2 separate regions of the Mus musculus genome follow, and region 2 is linked to region 1. The links are chromatin contacts, called in public promoter capture Hi-C maps. All regions are on one chromosome and are shown on one strand. Each heading gives the region's core, a stretch centred on a gene start, on an enhancer-like site or on the middle of the called end of the contact. The rest is flanking DNA. Distances are from core to core; before and after follow the strand shown.

Region 1 (3,752 bases), core at 196-2,695:
ACATATCAAAAGGACTATAAGAAACAAGCTACAAAATGTGACTGGTTTGAACCCATGTAAATATTGATGCGCCACCGACAGGCAGGCACTCTTAAATCATGAAAATTTTCCCTTTGAACGGAGGAAAGCCTCTCACCGAAGGAGCCGCAGGAAGTCATTTTGGAAATCAAATGTGCCATTCAATAGACTTAAAGCACTCTGTTGTTGGATCTCTGTGCGATACTTATCCCGGAACAGTCGGTGCACATCATCTATCAACTTGTCTACATAGGTCAGCGTGAGGATCTTCTGAAAGCCAACCTGTTTATGGAAGGAGACGGAGCCAATAGATCTCCTTACATGCCAGCCCAGAATGGAAGGAAGCCAACTCAACCCAAGCCTCCAGAGATAGGTTTCCTGCCCCGGGAGAGCCAAGCTTACAATCTTACCCAGAAGTCGCTTGCTTTCTCCCCTCCACATTCCTAACTTTTTTCTATCACTTTATCACATACACAATACCCACAATTAATTAGGTTCATCAGTGGGGATGCTGTTGAGAACATAACTTGTCTTTCTAACATACCCCCACTTACCACAAACACCAGCTCAAACTGGTTGTCCAGTTTATACTTGAGTGTGAGAGCCTCATGAGTGAAAGAGTTGTTACCGCCCCGTTCCTGGAAAAAGAGCGTTTCAGCAGTCAGGCTACATCCACAGCAAAACCAGACTTTGGACTACGTTTGGGAAATAACCAGATATAATCCTGCCCTCAACAAGGGAGTTCTGGGACATTTCTAGCACCCCGTGAGAAAAAAAGACAGACAGACAGACACCAGGTAAGGACAAGGGGTAAAGCTGGGACAGGAGACAGGACACGTGGGAGCCAGGAAGTAAACAGTCATATATAAACAATCAGATCTTCTAGCAGCTGTGAACCATCTACTGTTCCTGAAAGGTGTTCTCGCATCCACAGTTTCACCCAACGTCAAAACAGCAGAAAACCACGCTGCTCGGATGAGTGGAGAGGGAGTTCGAGTCCATTAGGACGCCAGAACGTGGCTAGAGCCCCGGAAACGGGAGGAGTGGGGGGCGTCGCAAAGTTTCGGGATACTGTGATCCAGGCAAGGAAGTCGATCCTGGGTGGCCGGTAACCGACCAGTTTGAGGAGATCAGAACGGAAAGTGCGGAGTGACTACTGGAAAGGGGACCACAGTCTGGGTCTGAGGGACGACAGCCCGGAGTTCTGCCCCGCGGGGGTGGTACCTGCAGCAGTACGGAACGAATCAACGCGTTGACGGGCCCGGTGCACGAGTCGCTCACGCCCTGGAAACACCAGAGCACAAGCCCGCCCTTCGAGAAGATGGTGAAGAAGTCAAGCATGACGGAAGCGGGAGAAGACTTGAGGCCGAGACCGGGGCCGGGAACTCGGGCCGCGTCCGCCGCCGCCGCTTCCTGCTGCGCCAAGCGCGGGACACGTCACACCAGCAGCCCCCGGAAACCGGTTCAGCCGCACTTCCGCTACGAGCCTCCGTGGTCCCGCCCCTTTCCCGCTCAGGGCGCGCGAGATGACGTAGACTCAAGCCTGACCAATAGCACACAGGGGCGGGACTCCAGAGGCGATAGCTCCCCTATAGCGTGGAGGGGTGGAGCCTGAAGAGCACTGCCGGCTAATCGGCGCGTTCGTGTCTATTCCCCGTGGCGCGGACCGATGACAGGAAGGACAGAGTCGGCTTGAGGGGAACCCACCTCAAGCTGAAAGAAGCCGGGCTCTAAGGCCATGTTTCGCAGAGCGCTGCGTCTTGGCTTGGGCCCGGGCCTCCCATACCGGGGGCTACGCACACGCAAAGGAGGCTTTACTCTGGGTAAAGCTGAGGGCAGCAGTGGTTCTGGGGAGCCCAAACCCTCCATAGATGTGACCTTCAAGGTTCGACCCCCTGCCTCGTGCGGGCGGGACAGCGAGTTAGCTGGGGGAAGGGGTAGGCTTGCCTACTAAAGGTCAAAGAGCCGAGGCAAGTGTATGGCTCTCAAGGAGGCACTTCCCAGTGGACAATGCCATATAAATGGAAGCTTGCTGGCGATGATGGATAAGGATAAGAAACCATTACAAAGGTGCCCGGCTTTAGAAGGCTGTGCAGTATGAAGTATACTAGGGACTCGTTCCCTGGGCCTGGCATATCTGAGAATGGGGTTCAGGAGGGAGAGAGATCTGCAAGAGCTAAATAATGTGAGTCACATCTCGCTTGATGGGGAAACAGAAAGTAATTTCAGGAAGTTGAATCTTCCAGTGTTAGAGATCCATGATATTGGGGCCTGGTGGGACAAAGACCAAACAACAAAGTTCTAACAATACTGCTGCATATGAGTTGATCTTATGAGAAAGGATGACATTGGAGGTGTGGCAATCCAAATGCCTATTTCAGCCCCCCTTTTCCTGTACCCATCCTCCAACCCCCAACCACGCAGAAAAGAACATAAGTCATCTAACTGTAACTATGTCCTGCAGACTGGGATGCAAAGGTGTCTGACTTTAAGAAGAAGGTTGATTCCATCCTGCCTGGAAAGAAATATGAAGTGCTGTATGACACCAGCCACCTGCCCCCAGAACAGGCGGATGTGGTCATCATAGGAGGTGGGATTCTTGGTCTGTCTGTGGCCTTTTGGCTGAAGAAGCTGGAGAGTAGAAGAGGTGCCATTCGGGTGCTGGTGGTGGAGCAGGACCACACGGTGAGGTCAGGGAGTAAGGGCAGTCATCTTATTGAGGACACAGACTGTGGCATTGAGGGCAGGGACTGTGCTTTGGACTTTGGAGCTTAAGAAATAGTTCCAGGCTCTTCCTCCCTCAACAAAGACCCGCAGCAATAACATTGTTTTGTTGGGGAAGGGGAAGAGACTTTGCTACTGTTGTTTAATCTCTTTGGAGATGGGGTTTCAATATATGGCTGAAGCTGGCCCTGAACTCAGCATTTTCCATTCTGTGCCTCCCAAGTGCTCCGATTACACGTGCTCCAGAACATTTACCCATACTTGCTCCTTGAAAAATGATTCCCCTTTGCATTTAAATGTATAACTGACAGCTTCCATTGCAGGATTCCATTATATATTACATCATGACAGTCTACGTCGGTTTTTCTTTTCACAGTATTCACGGGCTTCCTCCACAGGGCCTTCTGTGGGCGGGATTTGGCAGCAGTTTTCCGTGCCTGAGAATGTCCAGCTCTCACTCTTTTCAATCAACTTTCTCCGGAACATAAATGTATGTACAGTAAGATTTGAAGGCTGGGGTGGGAGTCCCTTCTTTAGCCCAGAGATCAGTAGCCTAGCTGGTAAGGGGAACCAAGGAGAAGAGTGTGTTTGAGGCAACAAGATATTGGGATCCTTGACTGTCTTCCAGTGTTGGTGCCTAGAGAAGGGTTTGTCCTGATCTGGGCCACTGCTCCTGGAGCTGTGGTGAGGCCAGGGAGGTTCCCTTTTGTCAGCCTCCTTGGAGAGCAGCTCTTTTTCTTTGCACTCAGGAGTACCTGGCTGTGGTGGATGCTCCTCCTGTGGAACTTCAGTTCAACCCTTCCGGCTGTCTCTTGCTAGCTTCAGAAAAGGATGCTGCCACCTTGGAAAACAATGTGAAAATGCAAAGGTGGGTGCCCAGCACTGCCCTGAGCTGCTTCTTGGCTTCACATACTTCACTGAGCTCTTATACCAAGTTAGAAATCGGGAAGCTGAAGGTCAAGTCATAAGAATCTCCTCATTAGTAGCTCTTATTATCAGGAAAAATGGGC
Region 2 (4,174 bases), core at 1,623-4,122, 5.6 Mb before region 1:
AATTAAGACATCCAATTTTAGAAACTACTGCTCGTGTGGCTTAAGCTCAAATTTGGGGAAGATAAGTTCGCTCAGACATCCAAGGAAGGAACTAGCCAACACAGCATTTCTGGTGGAAACTACGAATGGTTTTGGAATCCATCATCACAGCGAGGAACTTCCCTGGGCTTTCTATACAAGCTACAAAATTCTAGGGACAACATACCTGAATGAGTACACCAGGCTGGTTGTCAGAGTAGGTGGTGAAAGTCTGTGTCTGCTTGGTGGGGATGGTGGTATTGCGCTTGATGAGGACAGTCATGACTCCGCCAGCAGTTTCAATACCAAGGGAAAGAGGAGTGACATCCAAGAGCAGCAAATCCTGAACGTTCTCAGACTTGTCTCCAGATAGAATGGCTGCCTGGACAGCTATAAAAAGAAAAAAAATGTTAGAAACAACGCACTGTAACTGCAGTCTACTCAACATATGTATGTTTCATTCGCTCAGACATCCAAGGAAGGAACTAGCCAACACAGTACTTCTGGTGGAAACTACGAATGGTTTTGGAATCCATCATCACAGCGAATCTTACAGGACTTGTTGAGATTATAAAGACTATAAAGGCTGTATGTATTTACCTGCACCATAGGCAACAGCTTCATCGGGGTTAATGCTCTTGTTCAGCTCTTTTCCATTGAAGAAGTCTTGCAGAAGTTTCTGAATCTTGGGGATTCTGGTAGAACCACCCACCAAGACAATATCATGGATCTGTGACTTGTCCAGCTTGGCATCTCGAAGGGCCTTCTCTACAGGGTCCAGTGTGCCACGGAACAGGTCAGCATTCAACTCCTCAAATCGAGCCCGGGTAATGGAGGTATAGAAGTCAATTCCCTCATAGAGAGAATCAATCTCAATACTGGCCTGGGTGCTGGAGGAGAGGGTGCGCTTGGCCCGCTCGCAGGCCGTGCGGAGACGGCGGACAGCTCTCTTGTTCTCACTGATGTCTTTCTTGTGCTTTCGCTTGAACTCAGCAATGAAATGATTGACCATTCGGTTGTCAAAATCTTCTCCACCTAAGTGGGTGTCTCCAGCTGTTGATTTGACCTCAAAAATTCCATCCTCAATAGTGAGGATTGACACATCAAAAGTGCCACCTCCCAAGTCAAAAATGAGCACATTCCTTTCAGCTCCGACCTGTCAAATAAGACATTCTTAGCTCAGGCCTGTTTCTGGCAAGTTAACCCTAACAAAGTTGTACTTGATTTGAAATGCCTACCTTCTTATCTAAGCCGTAAGCAATAGCAGCAGCAGTTGGTTCATTGATGATTCGAAGTACATTGAGGCCAGCAATAGTTCCAGCATCTTTTGTTGCCTGTCGCTGAGAGTCATTGAAGTAAGCGGGCACTGTGACCACAGCGTTGGTAACGGTCTAAAAAACAATGAATTGCACAATTGTTTGGTTGGCAAATTCCCGATCAGAATGTGTGAATTAAACATAAAGGTAACACCCATCTCAAATGGCACCTGTTAAAAAAAAAACCCACCTTTCCGAGGTACGCTTCTGCAATTTCCTTCATCTTTGTCAGAACCATGGAGGACACTTCCTCTGGGTAGAAACTTTTTGTCTCCCCTTTGTATTCCACTTGGACCTTGGGCCTGCCTGCATCATTCACCACCATGAAGGGCCAGTGCTTCATATCAGACTGAACAACAGCATCATCAAACCTACGCCCGATCAGACGTTTGGCATCTGTAAAATATTAAACATACCTCATCACACTCCTTAGTGCCTATCACTGCAAAAAAAAAAAAAACCAAAAAAACAGAAAACAAAAACCTGCAGCACCCATCTAGATGGACGTAATCTCTAGTGCAGGAAGCCAAGGCCCATATTTAAAATCTTGTGGCCTTATATTGTCATATTTAAACAGTTGCAATCTCAGGCTGCAGTTATTAAGGCAGATCTGTTTCTACATTCCAAATGCCCTGCCCCCCAGCCCTTTTACTCATGCTAGTGGCACAAAGATGCTGGCGACTTACCAAAAACTGTGTTGGTGGGGTTCATTGCAACCTGATTCTTGGCCGCATCCCCAATTAATCTCTCTGTGTCCGTGAAAGCAACATAGCTTGGCGTGGTGCGGTTACCCTGGTCATTGGCAATAATTTCCACCTTTCCATGCTGGAAGACACCCACACAGGAGTAGGTGGTGCCGAGATCAATGCCAACTGCAGGTCCCTTAGACATGGTTGCTATTAGAAAAAAAAAGGAGGGGGGCTAAGCACTCGCTTTCCGGCTTTTATCCAGTCCGCAGTGGGTCTGGACTTGGTGACCCAGACCTATCACCTGAAGCCACGCGGCAGGCTCGTGGCAGCAGTGCTGCAGTATAGGTGGTCTGTGCCAAGCCTGGCACAGCCCGCCCAAGGCTCAAGGAACCATCTGTCCTAAAGGTCTGCGACAATGGTGGAGCACGTGGCCACCTCCGAGCGCCCCCCGAACCCCCCCCACCCGGACCGCGCACCGCGGGAGCCAGGATCCCCCTTTCCCACCTCGGGGGGCCCTGCCCTGTGGGCGCCGGGCAGAAGCCTTATATTTGAAGTCACAGACAGGATAAAAAGACCAGGGCGCCTGTGGCTCCCCTCCCCCGCCACGCGGAGCCACAAGGCCATGGCGGCGCCGCCCTGACTCAGCCCATCCTCCGGATCTGCTGCAGTCTCTGTCCCTGGTGGTGACGGCCTGAGCTGCAGCCGCCGCCTAAGAGACTCCCCGGGACTCCTGCACCACCCCGGACCCCCGCAAACCCCCGAGTCCCATGCCTCACCTTGTGTGTAGGCCCAGCTGCGCTGACGACGAGACCACACAAATGCCAGGCAGCTGCCTCCGCGTTCAATGAGACCGGTTTCCGCCCGCTTCCCTCTCTCTTATACCCTGTCTTAGAACCTTCCAGAAGGGTGCCGCCCCATCCCGCTGCCGATCATAGCTTCTTAGCCAATGGACGACCAGCCCTTGCCGACTGCACTAATGAAGAGCCAGAACGCTCGCCTAGGTCCCGCCTTCTCCCCGCCCCGCCTCGCGATGACGCACGACCGCGGCGTTCTGGAACTTTCACGCTCGCCCCCGCTCTGGGAACGGCCCGGGGGGAGCGGAGAAGGCGGGGCGCCGGGAGCCCGCGCGCGGGAGTCCTCTGTCACTCAGAGCTGCTGGGGGAGGGGAGAGGGTCGCCGGCGAGTGCGCGTGCGCGACCCGGCAGCGCAGGCGGGAGGGGGCGGAAGGATGCCCTGGGAGGAAGGCGGGTACCTCCGCGACGGACCAATGAGAGCAGCGTTCGGCCGGATCCCTACCTCTTGGGACCCCGGGCTGCCTGAGAGAAGAGCCTGAGGGAGGGGGAGTCCGGGAAGAGAAGACGGAAGTGGGGCGAGGACAAAATGGCTGCGAAGGTTGTTGCGCCCCTCCCCCACACGACCCTCGGTCCTTCTCCCTGAGCCCGGCGGTTTCCCGGCCTCGGGCTTGGTCCACCCCAGCCTGAGACTAAGGAGCACTGCTAGGCTTCTTGTTTCGTGCTGCCAGCTTGTGGGAGGCTAAGCCGCCGCGCTATCTCGCTGGCTTTCCCCACCCCTCACCCCCCACAAAATGGGACACCTCGATTCCCCCCCCCCCCAGTGCGGAGGCTCGATCTGCCTGGCTCGCCACATGTCCCCAGGATCGTTTGTGATCCTCTATCAAAGAAATGGCCCAGTCCTCTCTGCTTACCCCTGAGCCGAACGCCCCTCCCCACCTCCGCTGTCCCACAGGGGACAGCGTGACCTCTGTCCCCTCTCTGCTCCACCAGACTCATCAGTTAATGGAATAAATGTACGAAAGATAAATGTTTTTTGTCCCTTTGTGGGTGAGCTAGGCACTGGCATTCCTGGTTTCCGGCAGCCCCGTGTCCTTGATAGAGTGATCGCGACCTTTTTATTTTCAGTAACATGAGGTAATGTCTCTCCTGACTTGACTTTTACCAAAAATTAAACGCCCGGCCGCGCTGAGTCCTTGAAAACGTGACTGAGCCAATGGCCGGAGCGAGTGCTTAGACTCTGAAACCGCAGTGCCTGGAGGCTGGGCGTTCCGGGCCTCGTCACACCCGGCTCTCTAGCACTTTCCACGCGTCCTTTCAAATAGGCAGGGAGTGCAGCTCTTTATTAGTTAGATAGGTT

Evidence for each region. Capture Hi-C pulls out chosen DNA fragments and counts their contacts.
Region 2: a contact with region 1 is called in a promoter capture Hi-C map of adipose tissue. The contact joins the promoter of Hspa8 here to the promoter of Srpr in region 1. A contact is called at or near these places in 2 of 39 promoter capture datasets (liver and pre-B cells) and 1 of 9 other capture datasets (adipose tissue).

What each region holds. Positions count from the first base shown.
Region 1 is chr9:35,208,896-35,212,647 of GRCm38.p6, reverse strand. It overlaps Srpr (signal recognition particle receptor ('docking protein')), which reads right to left and starts at 1,445. Exons shown (of 14, transcript NM_026130.1): 1 at 1,243-1,445; 2 at 573-656; 3 at 137-300. The coding sequence starts at 1,359. Foxred1 (FAD-dependent oxidoreductase domain containing 1) reads left to right here and starts at 1,593. Exons shown (of 11, transcript NM_001291448.1): 1 at 1,593-1,841; 2 at 2,483-2,703; 3 at 3,119-3,232; 4 at 3,492-3,610. The coding sequence starts at 1,757.
Region 2 is chr9:40,799,974-40,804,147 of GRCm38.p6, reverse strand. Hspa8 (heat shock protein 8) reads right to left here and starts at 2,872. Exons shown (of 9, transcript NM_031165.5): 1 at 2,800-2,872; 2 at 2,021-2,230; 3 at 1,525-1,730; 4 at 1,257-1,409; 5 at 619-1,174; 6 at 206-408. The coding sequence starts at 2,225. Snord14c (small nucleolar RNA, C/D box 14C) reads right to left here and starts at 565; the gene lies at 479-565. It overlaps Snord14d (small nucleolar RNA, C/D box 14D), which reads right to left and starts at 153; the gene lies at 67-153.